2 separate regions of the Sus scrofa genome follow, and region 1 is linked to region 2. A link is a contact called in public Hi-C data. All regions are on one chromosome and are shown on one strand. The core of a region is the stretch at or near the end of the contact, and the rest is flanking DNA. Distances in the headings are between cores, read along the strand shown.

Region 1 (7,029 bases), core at 1,413-3,912, 680 kb after region 2:
CAGACCTAGAGATTGTCATACTTCACTTACAGAGATTATCACACTAAGTGAAATAAATCAGACAGAGAAAGACAAATATCACATGAGATCACGAATATGTGGAATCAAATAAAAAATGATGCAAAAGAATTTATTCACAAAACAGAAGCCAACTCATAAATTTTGAAATCAAACTTACAGTTATCAAAGGGTTTCATTGTAGGGAGGGATAGATTGGGAGGATGGGATTGGCATATAAACACTATACAAAATTGGTCAGTAACCAGGACCTACGATATAGCTCAGGGAAATCTATTTAATACGCTGTGAAAGCCTATATGGGGAAAGAATCTAGAAAAGAATAGACATGTATGTATATGCATGGGTGATTCACTTTGCTGTACACCTGAAATTAACACACCATTGTAGGTCACCTATGCTTCCATAAAGTTTATTTTAAATAAATTAAATTAAATTATTTAAATAATTACCTTATATATCCAAAAACATCATTTCAACATGTAATCAGAGTACAATGTATAAGATTTAACAAATTTAAAACAATTTCACATGATATTCCACCACCAATTCTTTTTGAGACTTCCTTCCAGCCATTTTATCAGAGGTGCCAAACCCAAGTTCAGGTCGGTGGGCTTGGGCCAGTGTTTCCCAAGGCCTCCCTGCTTCTTATCACCTGGACAGCAGACTTTGAAGGAAGACTCTTGGGTCTCACCCAGAACTTCCAATTATCTCACGTGGGAGAGCCCATCTTCCTTCTCTCAAGAATGCCACATTGCAGTTCCCGTCGTGGCGCAGCAGAAACCAATCCAACTAGGAACCATGAGGTTGCAGGTTCAATCCCTGGCCTCACTTAGTGGGTTAAGGATCTGGCGTTGCCGTGAGCTGTAGTGTAGGTCGCAGACGCAGCTCAGATCCTGAGTTACTGTGGTTGTGGTGTAGGCTGCCAGTTGTAGCTCCGATTGGACCCCCTAGCCTAGGAACCTCCATATGCTGTGGGCATAGCTCTAAAAAAAAGAAGAAGAAGAAAAAGAATGCCACATTGTTCTTATGCCCACTGCTATTTGTAATTCTTGTTTTTGGATACTTGCGGTGTACTTAAGAGTTTACAAAGAGGCATCAAAAACTGCTGGTTCAAACTCACATGAAGTCAGACATTTCACTCAATGGGAATTTCAGTGGTCACATACATTGCTTTTTCCACTAGAAGGGATCTTGTTGTCAGGCAAAAACTTGAGACTCCTGATGTTTATAGGATTGTCTAGAGAAAAAGAATTACCCATGGGTATTGAGTGAGACCTTAGTTCATTAGACACAACTTTGCCCCCATAGAAGAAGAAACTGTGGATTAAACCTGAGCTTCTGAGACTTTAAGGTATAAGAGAATCACCAGAGATTGCAAAGCCTAAAATATTTACCATCTGATTGTTGATAGAAAAAAACTTGCTGTCTCCTGCTCTAAATCAGTTTTTTTTTTAATAAATTTTAATCTTTCAAGGGATCTTGTTAAAATGCAGATTTGGATTCAGTGGATCTGGAGTCAAGACTCTTGTTTCTAATTAGATCCCAGGAGATCCTGCTGGCCCCCTGGCCACCTGAGTGCATGTTTGAAATACAGAACCTCAGGTCCCACTGAACTGGAAGCTGCATGTCTCCAGGATCCATGGATTAGCCTCATGAACATTAATGAATCCACCAGAAACACTGATTTCAAATATATATATATATATATATATATATATATATATATATAAAACCTTTGACTTCAGACAAAACTGAATCAGAATCCCACTTTCTTATTAGGCACGAGGGTGTCTGCATGCAACTCAAGCTCTCCAAGCCCCCTTTTTTTCCATCTCTAAAGTGGGTACAAAAATATTTGTTCACCCACCTCATCAACTTATGAAAATCAAACATGACAGTGGAAACAATTTATCAATAATGCTAATACATATTGAAGGTTTACTATATGCCAACCATTATGGTGAAAGGTTCAGAGAGGTAAAATAACCTGGAATTCACATTGCAAACTTGAGAAGAGTGGAACTGGTACTCAGTCTTAGCCACACATTTTATAACCATCTAATTGCGCCGCAGTGAGGTGTTTCAGCCCTATTCAAATGGTTCTGTTGGTCGATTTCTATTATTTTTTTGCAATCATATTCCAAAATACATTTTCATACATAAATGAAAGAAATCTACAACCTGGGCCCATGGGGAAAATGCTGAAACCATACGCTTGACCTTGCCAAAAAAGTCCAAAAGGAATGAAGTAAATCAAAATTGTCTTCATCCATATCCTATGTTAGAGCAACTTGGTTTAATTAAGATCAAGCTTCTAGAAATCCAGGAGTGGTCAACTCTTATGATGACTAAATCATATATTGAAGGAGATAGCAGTATTCAAGTACCTCAATTTTATGGTTTCCTGGTCTTTGAAATCACCTTTGAGTATTACTCTCAGGACTGTTTTGGCAGCACAGCCTCCATCTGCTTATAATTTCCCTTGCATTTTCATGTGTGTTTTGTTTTGTTTGTTTGTTCCAGTCCTTGCTGTTTTGCCCAGCAGGAAGTCAAATTGGGTGAATCCTTTCACCAGGCAGTTTCCATCTCTGCAACTCACTTTCATTTTCCCTTCCTGCCCTTAGTAGAGGGTCACCGCCCTGGGAAGCTGTCTTTGGAAGAGCTCTTTATAAAAGAAGCAACAGCATCCTCTACTGACCATGGCGCACAATGTCAAAAGAGCATCAATTCCCGTTAGTTTTTGACTGTGGTTTGGATCATCCTTCTTCAATGCACTGATCAATGCTTTTTATTTCTTTATTTTAGGCTGTTTTGGAATGAAAGTGAAACCTTGCTGTTTAATTATTTAAAACACTTTATCGAAGTGCATTACTGACATAAAGAACTGTACATATTTAATGTATACAACTTGATGATATTGGTGATAAGAATGCATTGCTGAAACCACAAACCGTGCCATAAACATCAGATTCAAAAGTTCTCTTCTGCTCTCTTCATTATTATTATTATTAGTGATAAAATGCTTAACATAAGATCTGCCCTCTTGAACACTGTTAGTAGGAATGTGAATTGGTGTAGCCACTGAGGAAAACAGCATGGAAGTTTCTCAAAAAACTGAAAATAAAATTACCACATGACACAGCACTTTCACTCCTGGGTACATACTCAAAAAGAACAAAAACACTATTTCAAAGAGACACCTGTACCTCAGTGTTGATAGCGGTATTATTTACAATTGTCAACAAGATATGGAAGCAAGCTAAATGTCCATCAGCAGATGAAGGGATAAAGAAGATTGGTATATGTATAAAATGGGATATTACACAGCCATAAAAAAACCCCAAAATTTTGCCATTTGCAGCAACATGGATGGAATTGGAGGGCATTGTGCCAAGTGAAATAAGTCAAACAGAAAAACAAAAACTATATGATATCAGTTACATGTGAAATCTAAAAAATGTAACGTACTAGTGAATATAGCAAAAAAGAAGCAGAGTCAGAGATGGAGAAACTAGTGCTTACCAACAGGGAGAGAGGAGGGCCATATAGAAGTGGAAGAGTGGGAGGTACAAACTATTGGTATGAGGCAGGCTCAAGGATGTGTTGCACAAAATGAGGAACATAGCTGATATTTTTTTTTTTTTGTCTTGCCATTTCTTGGGCCGCTCCCGCGGCATATGGGATGTTCCTAGGCTAGGGGTCTAATCGGAGCTGTAGCCACCAGCCTATGCCAGAGCCACAGCAACGTGGGATCCGAGCCGTGTCTGTGACCTACACCACAGCTCACGGCAACGCCAGATCGTTAACCCACTGAGCAAGGCCAGGGACCGAACCCGCAACCTCATGGTTCCTAGTCGGATTCGTTAACCACTGCGCCACGACGGGAACTCCCCTGATATTTTTTAATAACTGTAAAAGGATAGTAAATTTTAAAAATTGTATAATTTTTTTAATTTTTAAAGAAAAAAGGCCTCTCCACTATCCCTGAGATCCTAGGATTTCAAAGAAGTACACACCCCATCTCTCTACAACACACGCTTGTATTCTTTAAGACTGGTTCACAAAAGTATTATTCATGATCTCATAGGTCATGATAAAAACAGTAGTATCAGCTAACATTTAAGAAACTTCTTGGAGAGAGGATTCTAGGAAAATAGCAGAGCAGGAATCTGCTTCCCTACCTAGAAAATGATGGTACTGGTGGAATCTGTCTGGTATAACCATTTTGGACCTCTGGAAAATATTGAAGCCTTGCAACTTCCAGGGGAAAGCTTAGACAGTAAATTGTGATTCATTTTAGTCAATTTCAGCCTTTGGCTCAACAACAGCTAACCATACCCATTTCCCAGCCCCAAGGCAGACAGCCATGGATATCTTCTTTGAGAAGCTTGCATGTAGCTCAAAGGATCAAGGGTGGGCCATAAGGACTTATCCTGCAAATATCTGGGATCGATGTTCTGTTCATTATGAGCTGCTCTGATCATGAAGGTACAGACATGGAGAATGGCAATAATTTTTGAACACTTACACCCTCACAGTTGCAAGCCCCTGACCTTCAGGCTGAAGAAGCTTCCAGAAGACTTAAAGGGTCAGATCTTTTTTATCGCCTTTATTTTTATCTTTTTCCTCTTTTGGGAGCCAGACATTAAAGACAAAGACATTCAAAAGCAATTGCTTTTGAATTTAAAAAATCACTACAGCCGAAGGCACACCATCAAATTGACCAACATATGGACTGTAGGGGTCCAAGGAGGAGAAGAGAGAAGGGGATAGAGAAATTATATAAAGAAATAATGGTCAGAAACTTCCAAATCTGATGAAAAACATGAACAAAAACGTACAAGAAGCTCAATGGATTGCAAGTAAGATGAGTTAAAAGAGACCCACACTGATGTGCATTTTAATCAAACTGTCCAATGCCAAAAACAGAGAGAATATTGAAAGCACTCAGAGTGAGTCAATTCATCACATTCAAGTGATACTTGATAAGATTTTAAGCAAATTTCTAATCAGAAATTTGGGAATTCAGAAGGCTCTGGGCTAATATATTCAAAGTGCAAAGAGAAAAAAAGCTGTCATCCAAGAATTGTACAAATGGCAAAACTGTCCTTCTAAAGTGAGGCAAATTAAGACATTTTCAGATAAACACAAGCTAAGGGAGTTTGTTACCACTAGATCTGCCCTGCGAAAAACTGCCAAAAGTAGTCCTAAAGGTTGAAATGAAAGAACACTAGCTAGTAACTTAGCCGTAAGAAGAAATAAAGATGTTAAAAGGTAAATAAATCACACATTGTAAGAGCTGGCATTATTATAAAACAGATTTGTAACTCTACTTTTTGTTGTCTACATGATTTAAGACTAATGCATTACAAAACTCAAATTTCTTTTAAAGGTATACAGGCATAGTTTTGTGATATCAATAACTGAAAGAAATGGGACAGAGCTTTAAAAGAACAGAGTTTTTGTATTATTTATTATTTGCATTATATTTATTATATAATAAATATTATATTATCATATATATTTTATATATTATTAAATATATAATATTATATCATTATATTAAAAATCATTAAGTTTATATTATAAACTATATACTTTATATTATAATTATTTATATTGTTTTATTATATTAACTGCTTTAATCTTTATTTTATATTTTAATGAAATATATTTTATTAATATAATCATAGTTTTATTATTAGTTTTTGTATTATGTACTATCTATTATTATTAAAGTTAAATTGGTATAAATTCAAATTAGAGTGTTGTAATTTTAGAATGTTAAATAGAATCCCCATGGTAACCACAAAGAAAATAGTTATAGAATATCACAAGAGGGAATGAAAATACTTCACTAAAAAAAAATTGAGCAAGAAGACATTTCTTGCATAATAAGAAATGAAAGACCAAAAAAAGCAATACAATGTGTACAAAACAAACGTAAATAACAAACAGGTCACCGTAGAGGCACGGGTTTGATCCCCTGTCAGGTGCAGTGGGTTAAAGGATCCAGAATTGTCACAGCTGTGGTGGCTCGGATTCAATCCCTGGCCCTGGAACTTCCATAAGCCAGGGGTGTGGCCATAAAAAATAAAATATTTTCTTTGTTCCTGGAGGCCAGGGAAGATTCTACACTGTTAAGAATCTTGTGAGACTGAAGTAGTGAAAAGGACACAGGTATGTTTAAGATAGGTGTTTAAGGTACATGTGAGAGAGATACGGATATGGATCAGGATATAGGTATCAATGTTTAGTTGTGCTAAGGGGAACTCAAGCAGTGGCTCCTCAAGCTCTTCAGAAAACTGCAGAGGAAAATTAGTTTGGCATTTTTTTCTTTATCATACTGAGAAATAGTTAGAGGAGTGGCCAGCAGATGCCACTGTTGTCAGTTGTAAATAATTTTTCATGTTTCAAATAAAGGCTAAGTCATTGAGGAAAAACTGGGGTTATGCAGAGTATAACAAAAATAATCATATCATCTTTAAAAAGATAAGTGGCAAAGATAAGGCATAATTGGGTCTTATTATTTACCTTTAAGCAAAACAGTTAATTAGATACTTGGCAGCTAAAAGAGAGGAACTAAATTATTAGAAAAAAATTAGAAAGAACCAGTAAGTCTTAAATGTTTGAAAATAATTATCATGTTTAAAAACTAGAAGTTGATGCAATCACCAATGTTGACTATAGCTATATTTAATAGCAAATATATATCCTATCCTGATGCATGATATCAAAAAAGAGTCATATAAAACATCAATTCTATTCTTTTTTGCTACTATTGAAGCATCACAAAACAGTTTTATATTTATCAAACCTACACCCAATGGTAAATGAGTTGTTACTACAAAATTTACTATTAATTATGCTACCATCTTATATTTCCATCAATATTTGTACGTGTTGTTAAGTGTTTTAAAAATAATTTAAAACATAAAAATTAAAGTGGATCTACATAACCTATTCCTTGGAAAAAATGTGCATAGTAGCTATGGTTTACTTTTAGGC
Region 2 (7,580 bases), core at 4,772-7,271:
ATAGAACTACCCATATGATCCAGCAATGCCACTCTGGGCATATATCTGGACAAAACTTTCATTCAAAAAGATACATGCACCCTTATGTTCACTGTAGCACTATTCACAATAGCCAAGACATGGAAACAATCTAAATGTCCATTGATAGATGAATGGATTAAGAAGATGTGGTACATATATACAATGGAATACTACTCAGCCTTAAAAAAGAATGAAATAATGCCATTTGTAGCAACATGGATGCAACTAGAGATTCTCAGACTAAGTAAGAAAGAGAAAGACAAATACCATATGATATCATTTATATCTGGAATCTAAAAATGGCAAAAAATGAACCTATCTATAGAAAAGAAACAAACTCACAGACATGGAGAACAGAGTTGTGGATGTCAAGGGGGAGAGGGGAGGAAGTGAGATGGACTGGGAGTTTGGGGCTAATAGATGCAAACTACTATAATTAGGATGGATGGGCAATAAGGGCCTCCTATAGAGCACAGGGAACTGTGTCCAGTCTCTTGGGACAGAATATGATAGGGAATAATATGAGAAAATGAATGTGTGTGTGCGTGTGAGAGAGAGAGAGACTGGGTCATTTTGCTGTATAGCAGAAATTGGCACAACACCGTAAATCAACTATACCTTAATTTAAAAAAGCAAATTAAAAAAAACCCTAAACTGGGGATAACCTTGGTTAGACCTCTACATAAAGATGCTGCAGAGCTAAATGAGATGAATCCCAAAATACTTTGTGTACTTCAGAGGTATTAGCCTTATTATTAGTCCAGAAGCCCCAAGTTAAAACCTGATCATTTCTGGACAAATAAGTTAGCGCAGCTCCGTAATAGGAAAGCTGACTCACTGCCAATTTGGCCCTGGAAAATGAGACATTAAAATAATAATTTCAAGCAACGAGGTTTTCTACTAAGCTGGCTGAAATCACTTAGAGGATTAGCTTTCCACCTCTGGAATTTGTCAAGATTTCTCAAGTGAAAGACAGTCCACCATCCTTCTTATTTCAACCTAAAAGGCAACACTGCAAGTCTGTCTGAAGATACTGCCTCAATGTGTTTTTTTAAAGTTACAGAAGAGCATGCATGCACTGTGAAGAGGGCAGTCACATAGCCTCTTTGTTACGAATATTTAATCTTACTTCCATTAATATGGCTATGCCGTTACATATCATTGACCACTTTGTGGTAGAGAGAAGAGAGGCCTATGTGATCAGTTTCTTTCCTCACACTTAGTTTCTCTGGCTTTATTCAGATACAGGAGGAAACTCCCCTGTAGCTGCCAATCCCCACTCCCCACCAACCAAGAAAAAAAAAGAAAAGAAAAAACACATCAAAAAAAAAAAAAAAAAAAAAAACCTGTTTTGGGAGTTCCCGCTGTGGCTCAGTGGTAACAAACCCAACTAGTACTCATGAGGACGCAGGTTCAATCCCTGGCCTCGATCAGTGGGTTAAGGATCCAGTGTTGTCATGAGCTGTTGTGTAGGTTGTAGACAGGGCTCAGATCCCACGTTGCTGTGGCTGTGGCTGTGGCGTAGGCCAGCAGCTGTAGCTCCCATTCAACCCCTAGCCTGGGAACTTCCATATGCTGCAGGTATGGCCCTAAAAAAGCCAAAACAAAAAGCAAAAAACACAAATCAGAATATTGATTTCTGCTTTTCTCTTCTATGTAACAGTTAAATGGTCCACAAATGCCCACCCTGTGAAACGAGGGTGGGTGGTCATTTGCTAACTCTAGAGTCCCAGGCTAAGAATAAGAACATAAGTATAAAACTCCAACTTGTTTATGCATATTATTATATGTATTCTTAGACTGGGGAGGGGGCGTTCCAGTTAGAAGCTCCCTAAATTTTGGCAGTCATTCATTCTGCAGGTACTTATTAAGCACCTACTATGTGCATGACTCTAAGATTGGGGATAAGGTAATAGACAAAACGGCCTTGAGATTTCTACATGGAATAAGTAGCTACAATAGGCAAATACCTGCCCAGTAGTGGCAAGTGCTATGGAGAAAAGCGAGGCAGGGAAGGGGGTTTCTGGAGTGCTGGGTGGTGGCTGGGGAAGGCGAAGGTGCTGCTCTTTTACGGAAGGTGATCAAGGAGGACTTCCTGCTATCAGGTGACTTTTGAGCTGAGACCTGAAAGGCTGGAGAAAGGCATGAGCCGACCTGGAAAAACTGACACGTGTCTTTTTCTATTAGCCTGAAGTCCAGAACCACCAAGGAGATGAGCTATGAAAGTTCAGGGAAGTGGCACCTGCAAACTGTAAGGCTTACACCAGACTTCAGTTTCTCACCAATGATCCCGAAACCCTGCTTGGTGACTACTTAATTTTTCCTGACGGACATGCCTCACAGCCGTCTCTCTTCATGTCATGACTAAGAGAGAGTTTTCCAGTTACATTGTGCAAACAACGCAAGCAGGTAATTCAGGTGCCAGTGTCCATTCCGAGGCCCTGTTCGCTGAATGGGCAATGGGCAATGGGCATACAGTAGGAAAAAAGGCTGACACGGGCTGATTTTGCTACTGTCCGTGCCTAAACAGTGAAAAAGTTCAAGGGAAACTGGACAGTTATCCAGGTTTTAGAACGGTGAGTTTTTAAAGCTCTTCTGAAAGAAAACACCACACTTCCTCGCCTCAGCCTGGCAACATACGACAACAAAAATCAAGGAACCCAGCTACGTATCAAATTTCTCCTTTCTGTCCCTACTATGTGGACACAGCCAGCAGAAAAACGGACTGCGTTAAGTTCTTTTTATTTAGTCTATGTTCTACAGTAATGACAGGAAAGACAAGGAAGAAAGCACAGAAACAAGATGGGCAGCGAGCTCTTTTAATCAATTTCCACAAAATGATGCACCCAAGAAATTTCCTGCACTTGCCAAGAAAACTTTCAGATGCACCATAGCTATGATGAGAAAAACTGAGTATGTGCTTCTCCTATTTGACTGAGATATTCTGATTTATCTTACCTAGAAGATAAATACCTACACACGTACATATACACACACGCTGTGGATATAGACCGTTTTAAAGCACTTTATATGTTATGAAATACATGATGTGCAATCTTGTCTGTCAAAGGATCCAACATAATTGCTAGCTATAAAAAATAATTATAATTAGCTAGTTTAAAGATTACTTCATGAATCTAAAAAAAAATGCAAACTGGCATTTCTTTTGTTGAAAATGAACAAAGAGCTTAATTACACACAAGCACACTTTATTAAGAAATTTGTATTAATAAAGATCTCTTTAAATTGTTTGACCTTTGTAATTTAAAATATTTTGAAATAAGACTTAAAATTGTAATGACACTGTAAATTTGTCAGATAAGCTCTGAAACCTGTATAGTGATTTGGTTGGGTTATACTTCTTAAAGTGACACACAAAGGTGATAGCAGAAGACCGGTCAATCATTTATTCCACAAATGCAGGAGCCCAAGAGATAAGGAAACGTCTGACAAACTATAGTTTTCATAGGATAAACTATGTTAGTTTTTCATACTATATTAGTTATATTTTCAAGTAATAAGCTTGGTATCTTTTTTTTTTTTTTTTTTGGTCAACCTCCAGATACTTTTTCAGGTGAAGTACTTTCACATTGAAAGCAACGAGACCAACTGGTAACTTGCAAAAAAATACAATCAATACATGATAGAGGGAGTTCCCGTCGTGGCGCAGTGGTTAACAAATCCGACTAGGAACCATGAGGTTGCCGGTTCGGTCCCTGCCCTTGCTCAGTGGGTTAACGATCCGGCGTTGCCATGACCTGTGGTGTAGGTTGCAGACGCGGCTCGGATCCCGTGTTGCTGTGGCTCTGGCGTAGGCCGGTGGCTACAGCTCCGATTCAACCCCTAGCCTGGGAACCTCCATATGCTGCAAGAGTAGCCCAAGAAATAGCAAAAAGACAAAAAAAAAAAACAAAAACAAAAACAAAACATGATAGAGTACCTCGAAGATCTGGAAACATAAGAGATAGAATGAATTTATTATGCTGCTTTTCAGATGAACAATTATACCTATTCTTTGAAATCTGGAGGTACTTTACCTGAAAGGTGTCTGGAAGTTGACAAAACATATTGAGCATACTGTTTTATTTTACTTTTAAAAATTTTTTTTTGCTATTTAGAGCTATGGAGCAGATGGGAGGTTCCCAGACTAGGGGTCGAATCGGAGTTGCAGCTGTGGCTACACCACAGCCACAGCAACACCAGATCCAAGCCGAGTCTGCGACCTACACCACAGCTCATAGCAACGCCGGATCCTCAACCCACCGAACCAGGTCAGGGGTCGAACTTGCAACCTCATGATTCCTAGTTGGATTCGTTTCTGCTGCGCTGCCATGGGAGCTCCTATTTTACTTTATTTTTAATTTATCTTTTATTGAGGTAACATTGGCTTGCAACATTATATAAGTTTCATGCAGACAACATTATATTGATGCTCCTTACACTACGGAAGGCTAACAATAGTATTTTAAAATCACTAACATCACATTTTCAAAGTTTCCTGACTCTGGGGGGCTCTCTGAAGTTGCCATGCGCACTGTGAGTCCGGCACTGTGTTAGGCGTTGGGTGTGCAACGGGGAACTAACATGGTTCCTGGCTCACATCTATCACCGTCCACTCACAGGAGGAGAACACACAATTTCCTGGACCTGGGTTAAAATGACGTCTATTTCTTGATGGCAACATTCGCTATGAAGAATCAATGAATGAATGAACAAAAGAGAAAGGAAGGAAGGAAAAATGTTCAGCCTAGTAGGATTAGAAACATAAAATTTTAGAACTGGAAGGAAATCTCAGAGATCATCTAATTTAGTGGCTCTTAACCACAGCTGTGCATCAAATTACTTGAGGAGCGTTTCCAAGTTAAATGTGCAAGACTCCACCCCAAGCCTCCTGCCTTAAAAATCTCTGTGTATTTTCATTTTGAAAAAGCTCCATAGGTGTTTATGGCTCAAACCTTTGGTTAATATGCACTGATCTGGCTCAGTTCCCTCACTTTATATATGAGGGAACCAAGGCCCAGAGAGGCTGAGTGGCTGACCCAAAATCGCACAGTTATTGGACTGTGTTCCAAATTTTCTGATTTACAGAAAAATGATGGTAGAAAAACTATCCAGTTCTGCACTCTTCTGCCACATCACTACTGATGATTCTTGAATCTCTACTCAAGAAACAGGATAAGTGCTTTGGTCAGGACAACTCCTCAACCAAAAGTTACGGAACCAAAGTAAAAAAGCCAGTGTGTACGGGCAACACAAACAACAAACAAAGAGCCATCACGTACCATAGTAACCCGGTTCCTTCCTGCTTCAACAGCCAAGTCAAGCTGCTCCCATTCAAACATCCTTATGCCTATCAGTTTCTCATTTTGGCACTGCCATGAATAATCATTTTGGGGTTTTGTGGATTAGAAGAAGAGGATGATTTTTCTGGTTTATTCCTCAAATTCAGAAGGTTAAAAATATGTTTCCAATACCTCAATATGAAGAAAGCCTGGTCTGCTTTTAACACGTTTGGCAGGACTTGAGGACATGTTTTTGGCTATTAGCCTGACAAGCTGTTTAAGCTTATAGAAGACCCACAAAGGGAACTTATATGATTAAGTCAGTTAAACACAAACATCTTCTCTGTGTATTTTATTCCCTCCCTTCACATTCACAAAAACATTAAAGGCTAAAGCATTTCAGAACTAACTGGGTGAGGGGGGCAAGTTATTTATCACTTCAGCTCCTTTCTCAAGGCTTGTGTAAATAAGAACCATGGCAACTCAAAAGAAATTATTCATGTGATCCTTGCAATGAACAAAGCTAAGCATCAGAAAGGAGTTCGAAATTCCTATGAAGCATATGTAGTTTCTTACAAGAAACATCTGTGATTCTCTAATGCACTTCAGCCTTAACTTTATCTCTTTCTAAAAATTATGTAACATGCATATACTTCAAGCACCGAACATACTTACTAATTACATAGTCACAGAAGAATTTCAAATGCCTGTCTCCTTTGGACACACATTATAACAAAGTATTGCAACACAAGAGCACTAAGCAGGAGTTCCCGTTGTGGCGCAGTGGTTAACCAATCCGACTAGGAACCATGAGGTTGCGGGTTCGGTCCCTGCCCTTGCTCAGTGGGTTGACAATCTGGCATTGCCGTGAGCTGTGGTGTAGGTTGCAGACGCGGCCGGTGGCTACAGCTCCGAATGGACCCCTAGCCTGGGAACCTCCATATGCTGGGGGAGTGGCCCAAGAAATGGCAAAAAGACAAAAAATTAAAAAAAAACAAGAGCACTAAGCAGTCTTCTTACATAAGATCTAACAGTTCCTTAAATTGTTCGGCAGCGCTGTTTTAGAGCAAAGCAAAATGCCACGCTATCTGGCTCTTTTTCAGGTCCTAATGAAGGAACTTAGAGTCTTCAAGCATGTAAATAACATAGTTAGAAACATCCATTACAGTTAACAAGTTATGAATGTCTTCAGAAGAATGCCATATTATTGGCATTCTATCACAAAGATTGGCTTTCTATCACAAAGATGAAAGAACGAAAAAAAGAAGTACAAATGCCTTTGCTGCAACTCTGACATGGTTTAAATCCGTTTGCTATTATTAGGCTGAAGGAGTACGCGAGGGGTGAGTGTGTGTGTGTGGATCCGGAAGACAGTATTTCAATCGGGGCAGAGGACCTGGCCAACACAGAAGCAGGTTTTAATAGAATTTCTACTTGAACCATGGTGACCATAGTGGGTTGTGTCACTACCACAATGGGCAGGCCGGGGTGCTCGCCTGGTAAGGCAAGATAAACCTCATTTTATGTCGAAATGAGCAAACTTCCTCTAAGAAGGTTTGCTTGATTGAAAGTTTCCAGGGAGAAAGGGCAAATCCGAGGGATGGCTGGTGGGCAGTTCTTAAGGTCTGCTGCTTTCCTAAGGCTAACCTTCCCCTTCTAGCTTGGCTCAAAGGCCAACATTCATTGGTGGTAGTCTTTTGCATTGAGGCAGTAACCGAACCTCCAGATCTCAAAGATCCCTGGCAGCCCGGGTTAATTTCAGCTGTCTCTACTGGGGCTACATGAAACATGGCATTTACAAATTTGGATTATATAGTGCTATTTATTACCTGATGGAAGACTTCCACAAATGCCAGAAGAGACGTTGGCGTTTATGCAAGTCGACTACTGTGTGACCCAAAGAAGCACTAGATTCTATAGGCTGTGTTTGCCAGGATTGAAAGGGCCTATGTGAAAACGCCTTAATTAGGACCATCTTAGCACCTCAGCTACTGGATACCCTCTAGCTCTAGGTGTTATATTTCAAATGGGCCAACAAATCATCCTGGAAACAGAACCTCCTCCCACCCCGACCTCAGTCCTGTAACTAATCCCTGTAACTCGGAGTCCTGAGAGTGTATATTTTATTTTCAGATTTAATAAGTATATCTGGTAGCTATTAAAAGATTTAAGCCACTACCGTTTTTCAAAGGTTTCAGTGTTGAGAGATTTCAAGCCCACAGAGGGGGCAATCTGGAGGGCTTGGCTACTGTAGAATGGTGAAATTATTTCACTGGC

What was found. A called contact is a pair of places that touch in the nucleus more often than the background predicts.
Region 1: a Hi-C map of embryonic fibroblasts shows a contact between it and region 2, with 3 times the contacts expected there. The contact joins two enhancer-like sites. A contact is called at or near these places in 3 of 47 Hi-C or Micro-C datasets (embryonic fibroblasts and fetal heart ventricle).

The regions. Positions count from the first base shown.
Region 1 is chr5:74,492,184-74,499,212 of Sscrofa11.1, forward strand. No RefSeq gene overlaps it. Among named protein-coding and RNA genes, the nearest start is that of ADAMTS20, 180 kb to the right of the region's middle. Within about 2 kb of position 2,663, at least 4 of the 83 cell types and tissues checked have an H3K27ac peak or open chromatin away from gene starts, as enhancers often do. A contact at or near this core is called in embryonic fibroblasts, where this site is marked.
Region 2 is chr5:73,813,625-73,821,204 of Sscrofa11.1, forward strand. All of the region lies in intron 1 of PRICKLE1 (prickle-like protein 1), which reads right to left. Among named protein-coding and RNA genes, the nearest start is that of PRICKLE1, 9.1 kb to the right of the region's middle. Within about 2 kb of position 6,022, at least 4 of the 83 cell types and tissues checked have an H3K27ac peak or open chromatin away from gene starts, as enhancers often do. A contact at or near this core is called in embryonic fibroblasts, where this site is marked.